5 separate regions of the Mus musculus genome follow, and all the other regions are linked to region 1. Evidence: chromatin contacts called from public HiChIP or PLAC-seq and promoter capture Hi-C data. All regions are on one chromosome and are shown on one strand. Each heading gives the region's core, a stretch centred on a gene start, on an enhancer-like site or on the middle of the called end of the contact. The rest is flanking DNA. Distances are from core to core; before and after follow the strand shown. Region 1 holds the start of Rap2a (RAS related protein 2a). Region 2 holds the start of Sox21 (SRY (sex determining region Y)-box 21). Region 3 holds the start of Tmtc4 (transmembrane and tetratricopeptide repeat containing 4). Region 4 holds the start of Tgds (TDP-glucose 4,6-dehydratase). Region 5 holds the start of Ggact (gamma-glutamylamine cyclotransferase).

Region 1 (2,700 bases), core at 74-2,573:
TCTTCTTCTTCTTCTTCTTCTTCTTCTTTTTTTTTTTTTTTTTGCATTAACTTTAAATTAGCTGATACACAAGCCAGAACTCAGACTAAACTTCTGTTTGTTTTCCAAGAATAGCCTCCTTCCCTGTTCTTTTTTTTTTCGGGGGGGGGGTGCGGGGGGGGGATGAGGAGGCTAGCTTTTAAGAGAGAAAGAGAACTGAATCTGCACGCTCTCCGCGTAAATGTCACAAGTGTGCTTCTATATGCCAAGCCAACTGAATGTTGTGTGGTCTTCAAATTATTTGCCAATGTGTCTTTAAAGTTTTGCACTAATCCATTTCTGCCAACCTCCTGGCAACATTTAATCTTTTCCGCAACGAGAAAGGTCCCCCCTAACTTAGTATTGACACTGTCACAAGATATGTATGTACAAATTTCGGCTGTCAAACCTCTTACGGGTGCATTTAAGCGCGCGCTCACTCTTCACAGGCGTGCCTACACTAAGACAGCTCCCCTTTCCCTAGCGCCCACCTACTCATCCCTTCTTTCCTTGCAAGTTTGAAACTTTGTTCTTTCTAGGGTCCCGAAGAAGCGCTACCAACGTCCTAGAGACAAAGGGCTGGGCTGAGGGTTAACAGGATGCCCAATTTCACTTGTGAAACAAAGCCCACAAATCTGAGCCCCTGGAGGAGGTGGTGTAGCCCGGGCAAGCCAAGGACCGGGATCGCCGCAGCCACCGAGCCCCGTGTGCCCCGCTCTGCTCACCGCTTCACGCGGATGATCTGGTCCCGCATGGGCTTGATGTCTTGGAAGCTCTGCTGGTTGACCAAGCTGTAGACCAGGATGAAGCCCTGGCCGTTCTTGATGTACAGGTCCCGCATGGACGCGAACTGCTCGGTGCCCGCGGTGTCCAGGATCTCCAGCACCGAAGGCGAGGAGTCCACCTCGATCTCCTTGCGGTAGAAGTCCTCGATGGTGGGGTCGTATTTCTCAATGAAGGTGCCGGTCACGAACTGCACGGTCAGGGCGGATTTGCCTACCCCGCCCGAGCCCAGCACCACCACTTTGTACTCGCGCATCGTCCCTGCGCGGCCGCCGCCGCCGCCGCCGCCCGCGACATAGACCTGCGCCCGCGCGCCGCGCCCCGACCCCGCGGCCCCGCCGCCCTTACGGACTCGTCGGCTCACGGCCGCGGCAGCGCCCCGGGCGCCGGCAGCGGGGCTGCAGCTGAACGAGTCGTGCGCGGCCCTGTGAGCGGGCCAAGCGGGAGGACGATGCAGCCCCGAGGGCGAGAGCAGCAACAGAGCTCGACCTCGAGCCGGAGCCGCCCGAACCGCGGGCCCGCAATGCCGCCCGCCCCGCCCCTCGCGCCTCCACGCCCAGCTCCCGCCGCCGCTGCTGCCGCCGCCGCCGCCGCTTCCCCAGCGCTGGAGCGCGCGCCCGAGCCCAGCCGCAGCGCTGCCCGGGGCGGAGCCAGCCGGGTGGGAGGGGTCTATAAGAAAGCCCGCCCCTCGCGCCGTCGCCTAGCGACCGTCCGCGCGCTCCAGAGAAGACCGGCTTCCGCGACACCCGGCAACACCCAGCCTGACCGGCCTCCGTACTGCGTCTGCGCGCTCTCCTCCGCCCGAAGGCAGGCAACGTCAGACGCCCACGCTCGGGGGTTTGCGGGAGGTGACGGTGGAGGGACCGTGGGCTTAGGAAGCCGTGCGCACCGTGCTTGGGGACCTCAGGACGGGCCGGCCTATGGCTGACATACATGACTCAGCCTGTCAGCCTTCGGAGAGCTTTGGCTTGATCCCGTTATACGTAACGACGTGAGCCTTAAGGGCCGCCGCCATGAGTTACACAAGCAAATCGAAGCTCGGCTAGTCCGTGGCGCCCAGGCTACACGCAAACCCGGTCCGCGCCCGATGACGTCACCGGCCCGCCCTCTAGCCCCGCCCTTGTCGAGTTTGACGTAAGCCGAGCTCCTCCCCCCGGGCTGGTAGACAGCCTTGGGCGCCTGGAAAACCTGGAGCTCGGATCCGCCCCCCACTGTCGGGAGACCCCAGAACATCTCAGCAACAGCCTGCGGGGGTGTCTGCGCGGAAGCTCGGATTCACTGTAGCCAATCAGATTGTGAGTCCGGACTCTAGACTACCACTCTTGACCAATGAAAAGGCGTCTCATCTTGCTAACCAATTGGTGTAAGACCCAGTGATAGACTGAGCCAACTCCCCTCCGGGGCCTGGAGGGGCTGAGAGTTTGCGCTTGCGCACGGCCTGGTACCCAATCGTAGGCCAACTGAGGAGTGACAGAGGGCTGGGCGGAGCCAATCAAACCTGCACTGTGGAGACAGTGCAGGGCTGCTGGGGAACTGGGAGGGGCAGGGTTCGAGCGCCCGACCCCCTGGTGTTCTGGCACCGGAGCGGGTTGCGTTGGCAGACAAGAGGGATGAGTTCTGTTCTAACGTCGCCTCCGTGGCATTCTGCCTGGAGATGGGCATGGAAGTGGTGGCAGAGGATGCGGGCTGGATCGTGGGCTGAATCGAGAAAACTGGGACTTTTGTCTTCAGGGTGAGAAATTTTCCGGTCCCTCAGGAGACATCCATCTGGCAGCAGTTGCTGTGGTCCTCCGATCATGCCTCCTCAAATGTGTATTTTCTACCCCGTTGTAAACCAGCGTATCTTTGGCCCCCGAATCTTCGTCATACGCTCCCAGCCACAATCGCAAATACATGAAA
Region 2 (2,700 bases), core at 175-2,674, 2.2 Mb after region 1:
TGTCTCAAAACTATTATGCAAGTTGGTAGGTTGAAAGCTCAGAGACAGTAATTTTGTAGTTTATCATCATGAAACAGTGTATTTAATATCCTAGTCTATGTAATTACACTTGCCAGAGTCTTAGCATCGCACCACCCAGAGTCTGAATGACAGTGTCTACAAAAGTGAGGTAAAGAATTATGATTCTAGAGGAATCAGTTCAATTGTTTTAGCAACAGGAGAGCAAAAACAATACAAAATAAGCATTTACAAACATGACAGCTAAGGAAAACAGAAACCCACTTAACATGCCACTGCTGACTGGCATGTCTGTTATCACAACAAACATTTCAAAAGCCATCGCCTTCTTCAATTTAAATGAGCAACAAAACAAGCCCAATTCTTAAATAAATAGGAGTGCAAACCAATTCATGTTAATGCCCTGATTACAAATCAATGGTTCAAAGGTCCCGTGTGTGTACAAACTGGACATAAATTGCAAAAAGACATTTTAAAAAAAGCTAACCGTGTATACGAATGTGTTACTTGCAAACAGCCAAAGGAAGACAAGTAATCTGCCTGAAACACAAAGTCCCTGAGGAGGGGGGTTCCCCAGGAATATTCGGGGGTGCTATTTGATTTTTGATTGTGTATAGCGTCAATTATAATAGCTCTAACTACCAAGCAAGAAAACTGGCTCAACAGCATAAAAACTGTCAGAGTAGAACATTTTTAAAATTTTTATTTAGAGAAATGATTTATGCTTTTGATTTGAAGCAGCTTTGCCCTATCGTTGAGAGACTGCAAACGTTAAAGAAACAACACAGAGATAGCTCTGACGACCAGAATTAAAAGAAGGCAAAACAAGACAGAAGACAACTGTTTAAAAAAGCTGTGTATTCAGAAGGGGATGCGGGCTCAACCTAGGCTCATTCCTTTTCCAAAGGCTTGCCAAAAATGTTCTGTCCATCCTGGGCTACTTTCCACTCCACTACCTCTGAGTGCAACCATGAGGCAAGAAACTGCCGGAGGCGTCTGTTGCGAGTCACACCTGGCCCTCCAAGGAAAATGAGTACTTTCTTGCCATTCGGAACAGTCTCAAACACTTTCAAAGACTCTTCCCCCACTCCCACCCCCAGGCTCAACCCTCTTCCTCGCCAGTTTCTGAAGCTCTTTTCCTCTGGTGTACCGCTTTCATCCTCCCGGAAGAGCAGCCAGCAGAGCACCAGCAGCGCTGGGCAGAACAGGGGAGCCGCCGGCGACACCAAGCTCCAAACAGTGCGCAGACTCCGCGGCGCGCGGCGGACACTCCACTCGCCTAAACCTGCACTCAAAGTGAAAAAAGAGTAGGAGGAGGAGTGTTGGGAGGGGGGACGGGAGGAGGCTCCGCTGGTCCCTCCTCCCTCCTGGACTCCCCGGCTCCTCCTCCGCACTCCCAGGATATACACACACACTCACACACGGCCGCGGCTGGACATGCACACCCAGCGCCCGCTGCCGGCGCCAACACTCGCAGGTGGCGACACTCACCTGAGCCGGGCTGCAGTCGCCTCGGAAGCGGCGGAGCGAAAGCCTGGGCCCGGAGCTGGGAAAGCAGGAGCAGCCCCAGAGCAGACCTGCGATCTGAGGTGATATAGCACGTTTTCTTTAATCCCCGTCCTCCTCCAGGACCTGGATCCCTGCATCCTTCCAGCCTGCGGCGCCCGGAGTAGCCGGGACCCAGGGGCTCGCGGGCGCGGCACCCACGCGGGCGCACGCTCGGAGGCGCGCTCACCGAGAGGGGCGCGGCTGAGCCCGGGCCGGAAACTTGGGAGAAGTTAGTTGCAAGTGTCTGGCTGCTGCGACCGGAGCTGGGAGAAGGCGCCCGGGCCTGGCCGGCCGCGCCGCACCGAGCAGCCCTCCGCTTCTGGAGTGCTCCGGGAGCCCGAGACCTTCAGTGCGCCCGGGGAAGCTGGGAGCCAGCGGAGCAAGCATGGCCCCGGGGACAGCCTGCAGCAGCGAGTCGGAGAACCCGGACAGTCTCCACTGAGGCCCGGCGACTCAGGCTAACTCAAAACCTCAGCCCGCCTCCTTCCTCTCCTCTCCTGTGCCAAAGCCCGGCAGCAAGATTCTCCAGGCAGGTGCCCGGGGACAGCGTCAGCCCTCAGCAGAACTACAGGATTGGGGGTTCCATCAGCGCGCCCTGACCCCGACACAGAAGACGGGCCGCTGCAGTGTTTGTGTTTCTGTCCGCCGCCCTGCTCTGCGCGCCCCGACCCTACCCCTCCTCTTCCTCTTCGCGGCCACCCCTCCCCCACTCCCATCTGCTTCTGTCAAATGAGAAAGTCACCGGGGAGAACCCAAACACTCCAGCCGCCGAGAGCCCCCTTTGGCACTTGGCAGCACGCGGCGGCGGGCTTCTCGGCTCAACTTGGTGGATCCTCCGCCGCTCAACTTTCGGGGCTGCTTGGCTTTTAAGGCGCTGAAGACAGAGGAGAGGGGAGAGCAGAACCAGGCAGCGGCCACCTGCAGGGAGTTGGCGAGCCAAAGCAACGGGACAGAGGACAAAAAAGCAGAGGGCAGAGTGACACCGCGGAGTGGGGACACCGAGGAGAAGTTTCAGGGTCCCGGAGAGGATTTTTTCTTAGAGCTCGACCAGACAGACCAAAGCGGTCCGGGACGCAGCGCCCCGACCCAGGGCTGGTCGTCTGGTCCTCTCTTCCCGCGCGGGAACGACGCGGG
Region 3 (2,700 bases), core at 36-2,535, 2.5 Mb before region 1:
ACCACCAGAAGGAAGGCAGAGAAAGCATGACGGATGTCTTACTATTTGAGATGTGGTGGCATATACAAGGGGAGAAGCTAAGTGGGGAACTAGATAAATAGGTTTGAACTCCGAGAAAGCAAGGAAAAGAAGTGTAAATCTGAAATGTATTGATTGGAGTGTTGGCAGCAGATTAAATCATACAGGGAAATTTGTGGAGTAGGAGAAAAGGATGAGGCTTTTAAAACTCTTAGCGATCATTCAGGGCAGGCAAGCCAGTCAAATAGACTTGGGGGTGGGGTGGGGGAGGGGGACAGGAGAGAGAAAAGGCAATAGGCATAAAGAAGAGGGCATTTTAAGGAGGAGGAAATTGTGAGATGAGGTAGCATTGGGAAGCAAAATGTCCTCTGGCCTTAGTAAGGGCAGAAGACAGCAGAGGTGACTGGCAAATGCAGTTTCCCTGAATGAAAGCCAAATGAATGAAGTTGGAAACAGCTGTGGTTGGGGGTGGAGGTGGGGGTGGGGGAGGGGAGAAGCACTCTGCTTCAGCGATGAAGGGCAGCGAAAGGCAGGGTGACACATAGAGCAGAGGAAAGCTTGGAAGTCACTTGGTGCTGAGGATGCGGACTCCACTCCAAAGAGGGAGACAGATCAGAGACTGATGCTTTGAGGAGGGTCGGAGGTCATTGAGGTTTGAGGTCTGTAAGTCTGGTAGTGGAAAGTACAAAGGTTTTTTCTCTTGAAGGTGGCAGCACAAATAAGTACTAGGAGTGGAAACTGAGTGGGTGACCTTCCCATCAGGAGGGAGGTGTAGCACCTAGTGGTCGTGACTGTATGGCACTGCTCCAAAGGAGGCGCAGTCCTGAGGTTGCACGGCCTTAGGAGGAGGAAGTCACTTCCCGTTTCAAAGGGAGAAAGTGGGGACATTTCTTCAACAACTTCAGACAGAAAGAAGCGTGGAGTTGAGATTTTCTGCAGGGATTCCACAGCCCTCGGCGGAACGTGCGAGACAAGCCAGGAATAGGCTTAGAACGCACGGATCCGCAGGGAACAGCGGCCAGGCCCGGGAACCGCCGCTGCTGCTTCGCGTCCCAGCTGCGCTTTCTCTTCCCAGCAAAGCCTGTCTGCCCCTGCGCCTCCTTCGTGGCGAGCGCTCTGTTCCGACGTCACTCCGACACGGACCAATAAGCGGAAGAGGAGAGCGTGAGTGATGGAAAGGGCAACCGATGGTCCCGCGGCGGGAGGCGGGACTAGACGGGAGCGGGCAGCCGCGAGTGGGAAGCGGCGCGGCGGGGGGCGGGACGCGGCGGGGTGGGAGTGGGAGGGCAGCCCCTCCCCTGGCGGCGGCGGGCTGGGGAGCCGCCGGAGTTTAAGCACGCGGGAGGGGAGATGAGATCGCGGCTCGTGCTCCTTGCAGGTAAAGCGCGGGGCGGCCCGCTGAGGGCCGAGCGCAGCTGCAGGGCGCTCGGAGTTGGGCGCGGGCTCCCGGGCTCTCAGCTGAGCCGCCAGCCCTGCGCTGGGGCCCGGGGGCGGCGCCCGAGCTCTGCACCTCTACTAGAGTTAGCTCCGACACTCGAGCTGCCTCCCGCGGACGCCGCCCCGGGCGGTCTGCGCCTGGGTAGAAGCCGCACCCCGGACAAAGAGCGCGCGGTAAGGGTGCGCGCCCCGAGCTCAAGCTCCGGCACTGCCCTGCTACGGCCGAGGTCGCCGAGCCAGACCCTTGCCTGCTACTGTCTGACCCAGCCGTGCAACAGCTTTGTAACCCGGGAGTCCACCGGGTGCAGCGGCCACCTGGCCGCGGGGTCCCCGCGCCTGGTCGCCAGCTGGCCAAGGCACGGGCGACGGCTGGACACAGCCGGGTAGCTTGGCCGCCCGCCCAGGGTTACACGGAGAGCCACCCAGCAGAGCCAGGAGTGCCAGTTACTCTACGCTCAACTGTGGAGCAAAGCTGGTACCACTGGCCTGGGAGCCTGGAACGGCTGCCAGGAGTTGGGGGAGCCAAGCAGGTGGTGTAGCAACCGCCTCACCTCCTGCGAACTCCACGGGGAGTCTGGGTTGTTGATGTTGTGACTGTGGGCTGTTTGTGTTTTCTTTCTTTTTATAACTACACACAAAAGAAAGGAGGAGTTAGAGGACAGATATCTCCACTGAATCATCCACACTTTGCTCTCTCCCCGTGAACAGATGGATGGGGAGAATTATAGTAAGGATTGACTGGAACCATTTTTGCCCCTTGTACCTGCATCCCCCGAAAGCTGTGCACTATAGGTGGAACTGGGGCAAAGTGAGGTATGCTCGCCCACCTGGGTGGGAAAATGGTTACATGCTAGCAAAGTGGAAACTTTCTGAGGCAGAAATTCTGAATGTGAAACCTCAGATGGGCAGCCACTTCTTGAATTAGGAAGATGGGTCACAACAGGATTCACCTTACTCTGCTTTTGGCCCATCACTACAGAGGATGGCTGGCTCCTTTGCCTCTAGCACAATGTGTGCTAGCTCTCTCTGCATCGTGCCAGATACGGGTGGTCAGAAACTATCACATTATTTAATCTGATTTCTAGAGGCAAGGTTGCCCTCCATCCTGAAGGGCAACTGGCCCTGGATGCATTGCCCTTAATGTAAAGGACAAGAGGCTCTCCATGCCTGTGGAAGAGTCTCCAGTTAGGTGGCTGCAGCCGGTTCCCCGTTTTCCCGGGGTGAATCAATTAGGTTGGGTCACTC
Region 4 (2,700 bases), core at 75-2,574, 2.3 Mb after region 1:
GGTTTTTCATTGTTTGATAAAATAAAACCCTACTAAGTTTAAGTTGTTGAAAGCTTTAATTGTGTAAATGGTAAACCAAGAACGTGGGTGAGGTTGATTCTAAAGGAAAAGCAGAGCATGGGCTTTGATTACTGTAGGCACTTTCCCTTTGTCTCGTGTGTGTGTGTGTGTGTGTGTGTGTGTGTGTGTGTGTGTGTGCTTGAGACAGGGTTTCTCTGTGTAACCTGGCTGTCCCGAAACTCACTCTGTAGACCAGGCTGTCCTTGAACTCAGAGATCCATCTGCTTCTGCCTCCCAGGTGCTGGCACTAGAGGTGTGTGCTATCACCTGCTGGCTTCATGTCTTTCTTCTTGATCAGTAATGTTATTCTCTTTCACTGAAGACAGGCTTTTTTTTTTTTTTTTTGATGCCTCGGTACATAAAAAATTAATATGACTTCTAATCACTCCCACTTGGTAGAGCCTCCGAATTCATAGAAAGCAGCAGACTATAATATAAACAGCAGTGAGCAATCATATGATAAGCCCACTTGTTGATGAGTGTGTGATAGATCTGGTCCCAGAGAAATGAATGGCCTTACCTCCATGGAGCAGAGACAGTGAGAAATTACATCAGTGGCCAATTTGTTGATGAATGATAAGAAGAAAACAAAAAAAAAAAAATGGTTCTGCATGGTTAGAGTCAAGGAATGACTCTAATAGGAAGATGGCACTCAAACTGAGAACTGAAGGAGGTAAACACTAGTCAGACATCCGAGGAAAGGGCAGGTAGACCAGGGAAGAACACCTGGTAATATAAATAAGAGCAAGAAGGACCAGGATTGGGGCACAGTGAGCAGACAAGAGAAGAGAGTAAAACCTTCCAGGGAACTCTGCAAAACTTACTTATCATGATTGCAAGCGGCCTTCGCCTTTTGTGACAGTATTTACAACAGTGAAACATAATTTTGCAATGCAACTTTCCATTTCCATACTGCATACATTCTAGAGGATTCTGCTCAGCTGGGTGTTAGTCTATGAGCATAGCTGAAGTTCAAAAATGAAGGCATCGATTCATAACTCCGAATTTCTAAGCACCTATAGTAGTAATCCATGCTGGTGACACTTGCTTAGAAAATATTCCAGACCCTAGTACCAATGACCCTAATTTCTCCTAGCTGGTGACTATGGGCTAGAGAGTGCGCGCCTGCGCAGTGCCACTGCCGGCTCCGCCCCTCTTTTGGGGTCTGGGAGAACCCGGAAGCCTCTGCGACTTCCTTTGAACGTGTCGGGGGCGGGGCATGTCGTAAAGCGTCGTGAAGCTGCTTCCCTCGGTTCTTCAGACGCCGCGCTTTACGGCGCTGGCTCTGCAGAGCTGAAGATGTCCGCTGCGAGCCGGGAGGAGCGTTCTGGTCCTCCCGGCAGCTTCGCGAAGCGGGTCCTGGTGACCGGGGGTGCTGGTTTCATGTAGGTAACGGTGCTGGTGGCTGAGAAGTTTCTCCCCACAAATCCTAACCTTGCCCTGCGGTTCTCCTTGTCTTTTGCACTTCGGGTCCACGACTTTGCAGATCCGTTATGGGGAGGGTCCCAATGCACAGCCCGGATGTCCATCCGGTTTCCCTCACTTTCTGGCCAGCCAAGACGAGGTTGCTTCGAAAATGCGACTTCTTTAACACCTTCCCCACAAAAAGGGGAACTCAGGAGTGCCTTGCTGCTGTCCCACCCCCTACCTGCCCGGGGGTGTTTACCACCTGTCACTTTTCTGAGAAGCACACATCAGTTTCATTCCCTTTTCTTCCCGCTCTCTGACAAAGCTCCGGCCAGCAGATGAAGGCCTTTCCAAAAGCTCGCCTCTACACGATGTGAGGATCGATCGTAATGGGACTCTTTGTCTTGTCTTCTCTTTTTTAGAAACTGTTTACAAATCCTTTGTTATTCCCAACCTGTTTGAGGCTCACACCCACCTACCGTGAAACTGTCCTTTCTATTTGTGTCAAAGCTTATTCTTAATTTGACTTCTGTTCCCTGCCTCCTTTTCCTTAGAACACTGCTACTATCCCTCTCCTGTTGATCTCGCGCGTTTTCTTTACACTTTGTAGAGTGTGTTCCTAAGTGAGATAGATGCAGCTGCATAGAGTTTTACAGTCATGGTTTCTGTGAGACTTGTAATGAAAGTCCAGGGTCTTTATCCGATCTAGAAGACTCGGGTGCTCGAGCCCTGCTTCCCAACCTAGTCTCTTGCTTTTCTGTACTCGCCCACAACCCTCTCAGGCTTCTCGGAGCACAGGAGGTTAGTGCTGCTTCCCGACTTGAGGCAGTTGCATAGGCTGTTAATTTACCCGCATATCACCTTCAGAGTGCTTATGGGAACACCTTAGGCCACCCATCCACTCAGCACTACCTGAAATTACATTGAGTACTTGTGTTTACTTGTTTATGGCCTTGCCCTTCTTCTAGAGTATAAACTGTGTGAGAGTAGACTGATGTTCATTAAGCTCCCACAGAAAGAAAGGTCAGGGCCATATCGTGAAGGTCTTCTGTAAGAGTTGAGTGGATGGATGCGTGAGCGATCCACAGGAAGTTCTGTCCTTGTAGTGTCTCCTGCATGGGGAGGGGTCAGAGAGTCTTGGTTACTGCCCAAGAACATGCAGTGGGCCTTTTAAATCCACAGACACTTTGCTGAGAGTAGGTAGCAGGAAGCTGAGATTCACTTAATTAACAG
Region 5 (2,736 bases), core at 134-2,633, 2.4 Mb before region 1:
CCCTTTATAAGAGTTGCTGTGGTCATGGTGTCTCTTCACAGCGATAGAAACCCTAACTAAGATATCATAAGTCATTTTTAAAGGTTCAGTGACTATCAAAGACAGATGAATCTGATTTTACCATATTTACCTGGAACCTGGGATTAGTTGCTTATTTACTTTGTGCCCCAGTTGCTTCCAGTAAATACAATGGGACCACTACTGGTTTTATTGATTTCTCCACTGTAAAATGAGATTGTGGTAAAGGAGTAACTTCAAGCATACTTAGACCCTTAACCTTCTTCTTCAACGATTTAGTTTTGTAAATTAGCTTGCCGCATTATGAGTGGCTCTGAGACTTTCGTAGTACTGCTTTGTTCTTCTCTCCATGCCTCCTTCCCTCATCCCTGCCCATCTTTGATGTCATGTGTAATCCTATTACTCCCTGTTTCTCCCCTTCCCAGGCCCTCCTTTAAGACCCCATTTTCCTTCTCATGGTCCTCTTTCTATAAAATTGGTGGTTTATAAATGTGATGATTGTTCAGGGTTCTTGTAGACTTGGACATCTATTTAAAATACAACCACTTCAGCATCATTTGATGCTACGTGAAAACCAAGAATATAACACGATTTCAAGTACTCCACATACACAAAGTCAAAGGGATGGGAAATGATGAAAGGAAAAGCAGTAGTCATATAGTTAATTTGGGTCTCGATGAGGAGACAATGGGTCTCTAGTCTCACCATCTCTGTGACGTTGCTTTCACATCCCGATAGGGACATATAGAACTCTCCAGCATCACGCCTGCCTGCATTCTGCCATAGGAACATCCTTCCATGATAAAGATCTCTAGAGAAAAAATTGCCCTCAGCTTTTGGTTCTCATACATCTTATGTCCTAAGGGTAGGATGTAGGGGAAAGCTAGTTCTTCCATTAGCTCCTAAACAAGTTTTATTTTAAAAAGAGTTGGTAAGTAGGCAGAATTGCTACAGTTACCTGTATCCCGTAGGGATATGTACGAGCAGATGCGATGCCTTAATTGTCCTGTGGAGCCTTCCTCAGATCTGAGTTTAGCATCACCTCAGTGTCTATGTGAAGGGGTGAGTCTCTCTGAAGTAGTGAATCTTAGGCGTGTTTGGGTCTAACGTGGAGTCAAAGCATGTGTGATGTAGAGCTGAACCTGGTGGGAGCAGTCGAGCCCGTGTCTGGTGGTGGGAGTGGTGGTGGGGAGCTTGCTTGCTTGCATTTCGGAGGAATGTGGCTTCGGGTTCTTACCTGCGCGGTTCCGGCACATGGGGAGTGGCGTGCGCGCTGCCAGGTGCGCTCCGTGGCGCTGCCGGGGCGGGCGGAGCGGCGAGAGACCAGCAGGAGCGCCGCCCGGGGCGGTTTGGTTGCGACACCCGCCCAGCTGGGCATTTCCGCTCCGTGGTCCGGGCGCGCTCCTCGTGATTCCCCCGACCGCTGCAGGTGAGGCGCCGAGGCGGGCTGGGACTGGGAGCCTGGGGGCGGCTTAGGGACTCTGTCACCAGCCAGCGAATGTCCGCTAGCGTCCCGGCGTATGGGTCTGCCTGGCGGAACGCGCTGGGCGGAGCGCGCATTTGACCCCCCACCCCCACCCCGGAAAGCTGCCCGGGCGGCCCGTGCTGTGACTGCTACCGGAGCGGAGCTGATGCTTGCTCTCGCGGGACAGACAGCTCCAACAGGTAGCTTAAGATCCTAAGGGAATGTGGCTAGCGGTTTTCAAAAGAAATGTTTTTTTAATTTTACTTTAGGAGTCACTTATGTGTGAAGAGTCCAAAACCTGAAAAAGAATCCTAAACCAACTTCTGTTGGTCCGTTTCACATCTGGATTTCCTTTGGAACCAGTAGTAAAACGCCTGGAACTTTGGCGATCCATCCCTTTGATTCTATCCGTGGTTATTATTGCTGTTTAACTCTAATCAACGAGTTATAACGTTACAGCCTCGCTTAAAACCCATTTGAGGTGTGCGTGTATTTTAACTTAGCTTAACTCCAAGCTCATTTATTTATGTTAAAAGATTTCTTCTAATTGAAGTCTTTCTCCTGGTCTGTTTCCTGTAACTGAAGTGCTTGCTAAGTGAGGAACTCTGCAGTTTGGCCTCATTTTCCTGAACCTTCTCTGAGAAGTCCCTGAGTAAGCAGGCCAGACTTCAACAATAGAGGGCATTTTTCTCTAAAAGCTAGTTTGCAAAGTTAATTGGTGGATTTTTTTTTTTTTTGTACTGAACCTTTTATTTAAACTAGTGAACTTACAAACCATGTCCTTAGCATGCAAAAGGCCCAAGATTGGCTCTCCAGCACTGGAAAATAAGCAGACCAAGTTGGGATTAGGAATGTGGCTCAGTGGTAGAATTCACCCTTCTGTGTGAAGTGGTGAGCTGGACTGACGTCTGTCTGTGGTGGTCATTAGTGGATGGCAGTGTGTGGTACAGAACCAAAACCAAAACCAAAACCCTGCAAAGGTTAATTTTTTTTAAGTACAGGATCAAGCCAGGTGTGGTGGCTTATGTCTGTGATTCCAGCACTCAGAACGCTAAAGCAGACCATCCTGGGATATGCAAGATCTTACATCAAAAAAATATCAAAACCAAAACAAATAAAAGTTTCTTCTTTATCTAGTAAGAACTTTTGAGAGCTCCAGTTCTGTCTGTCAAAGCTTGAAAAGGAGTCATGGGATGACTCTTTATTGGCCTTGGCCAGGGTCTTGTTAGGGGAGAGGACCCTCTGCCCTACAG

The links. Promoter capture Hi-C pulls out the DNA fragments that hold promoters and counts their contacts. HiChIP or PLAC-seq counts read pairs in DNA pulled down with a chosen protein or histone mark. Capture Hi-C pulls out chosen DNA fragments and counts their contacts.
Region 2: a contact with region 1 is called in an H3K27ac HiChIP or PLAC-seq map of embryonic stem cells, with 5 times the contacts expected there. The contact joins the promoter of Sox21 here to the promoter of Rap2a in region 1. A contact is called at or near these places in 1 of 39 promoter capture datasets (pre-B cells) and 2 of 115 datasets of contacts at active chromatin or transcription factors (embryonic stem cells and large pre-B cells).
Region 3: a promoter capture Hi-C map of pre-B cells shows a contact between it and region 1, with 9 times the contacts expected there. The contact joins the promoter of Tmtc4 here to the promoter of Rap2a in region 1. A contact is called at or near these places in 3 of 39 promoter capture datasets (liver and pre-B cells), 1 of 115 datasets of contacts at active chromatin or transcription factors (thymic regulatory T cells) and 2 of 9 other capture datasets (adipose tissue and liver).
Region 4: a contact with region 1 is called in a promoter capture Hi-C map of liver. The contact joins the promoter of Tgds here to the promoter of Rap2a in region 1. A contact is called at or near these places in 3 of 39 promoter capture datasets (the C10 cell line, liver and pre-B cells), 6 of 484 Hi-C or Micro-C datasets (CD4 T cells, Th1 cells, embryonic stem cells and 3 more), 3 of 115 datasets of contacts at active chromatin or transcription factors (Th17 cells, embryonic stem cells and large pre-B cells) and 2 of 9 other capture datasets (adipose tissue and liver).
Region 5: a contact with region 1 is called in a promoter capture Hi-C map of pre-B cells, with 4 times the contacts expected there. The contact joins the promoter of Ggact here to the promoter of Rap2a in region 1. A contact is called at or near these places in 2 of 39 promoter capture datasets (liver and pre-B cells).

Annotation. Positions count from the first base shown.
Region 1 is chr14:120,477,084-120,479,783 of GRCm38.p6, reverse strand. Rap2a (RAS related protein 2a) reads right to left here and starts at 1,323. Exons shown (of 2, transcript NM_029519.3): 1 at 744-1,323. The coding sequence starts at 1,057.
Region 2 is chr14:118,235,754-118,238,453 of GRCm38.p6, reverse strand. It overlaps Sox21 (SRY (sex determining region Y)-box 21), which reads left to right and starts at 1,424. Exons shown (of 1, transcript NM_177753.3): 1 at 1,424-2,700. It overlaps Gm4675 (predicted gene 4675), which reads right to left and starts at 2,222. Exons shown (of 3, transcript NR_131969.1): 1 at 1,510-2,222.
Region 3 is chr14:122,981,868-122,984,567 of GRCm38.p6, reverse strand. It overlaps Tmtc4 (transmembrane and tetratricopeptide repeat containing 4), which reads left to right and starts at 1,285. Exons shown (of 18, transcript NM_028651.3): 1 at 1,285-1,396.
Region 4 is chr14:118,131,389-118,134,088 of GRCm38.p6, reverse strand. It overlaps Tgds (TDP-glucose 4,6-dehydratase), which reads left to right and starts at 1,324. Exons shown (of 12, transcript NM_029578.3): 1 at 1,324-1,445. The coding sequence starts at 1,360.
Region 5 is chr14:122,911,812-122,914,547 of GRCm38.p6, reverse strand. Ggact (gamma-glutamylamine cyclotransferase) reads left to right here and starts at 1,383. Exons shown (of 3, transcript NM_145466.2): 1 at 1,383-1,447. 4930594M22Rik (RIKEN cDNA 4930594M22 gene) reads right to left here and starts at 1,518. Exons shown (of 2, transcript NR_155287.1): 1 at 1,256-1,518.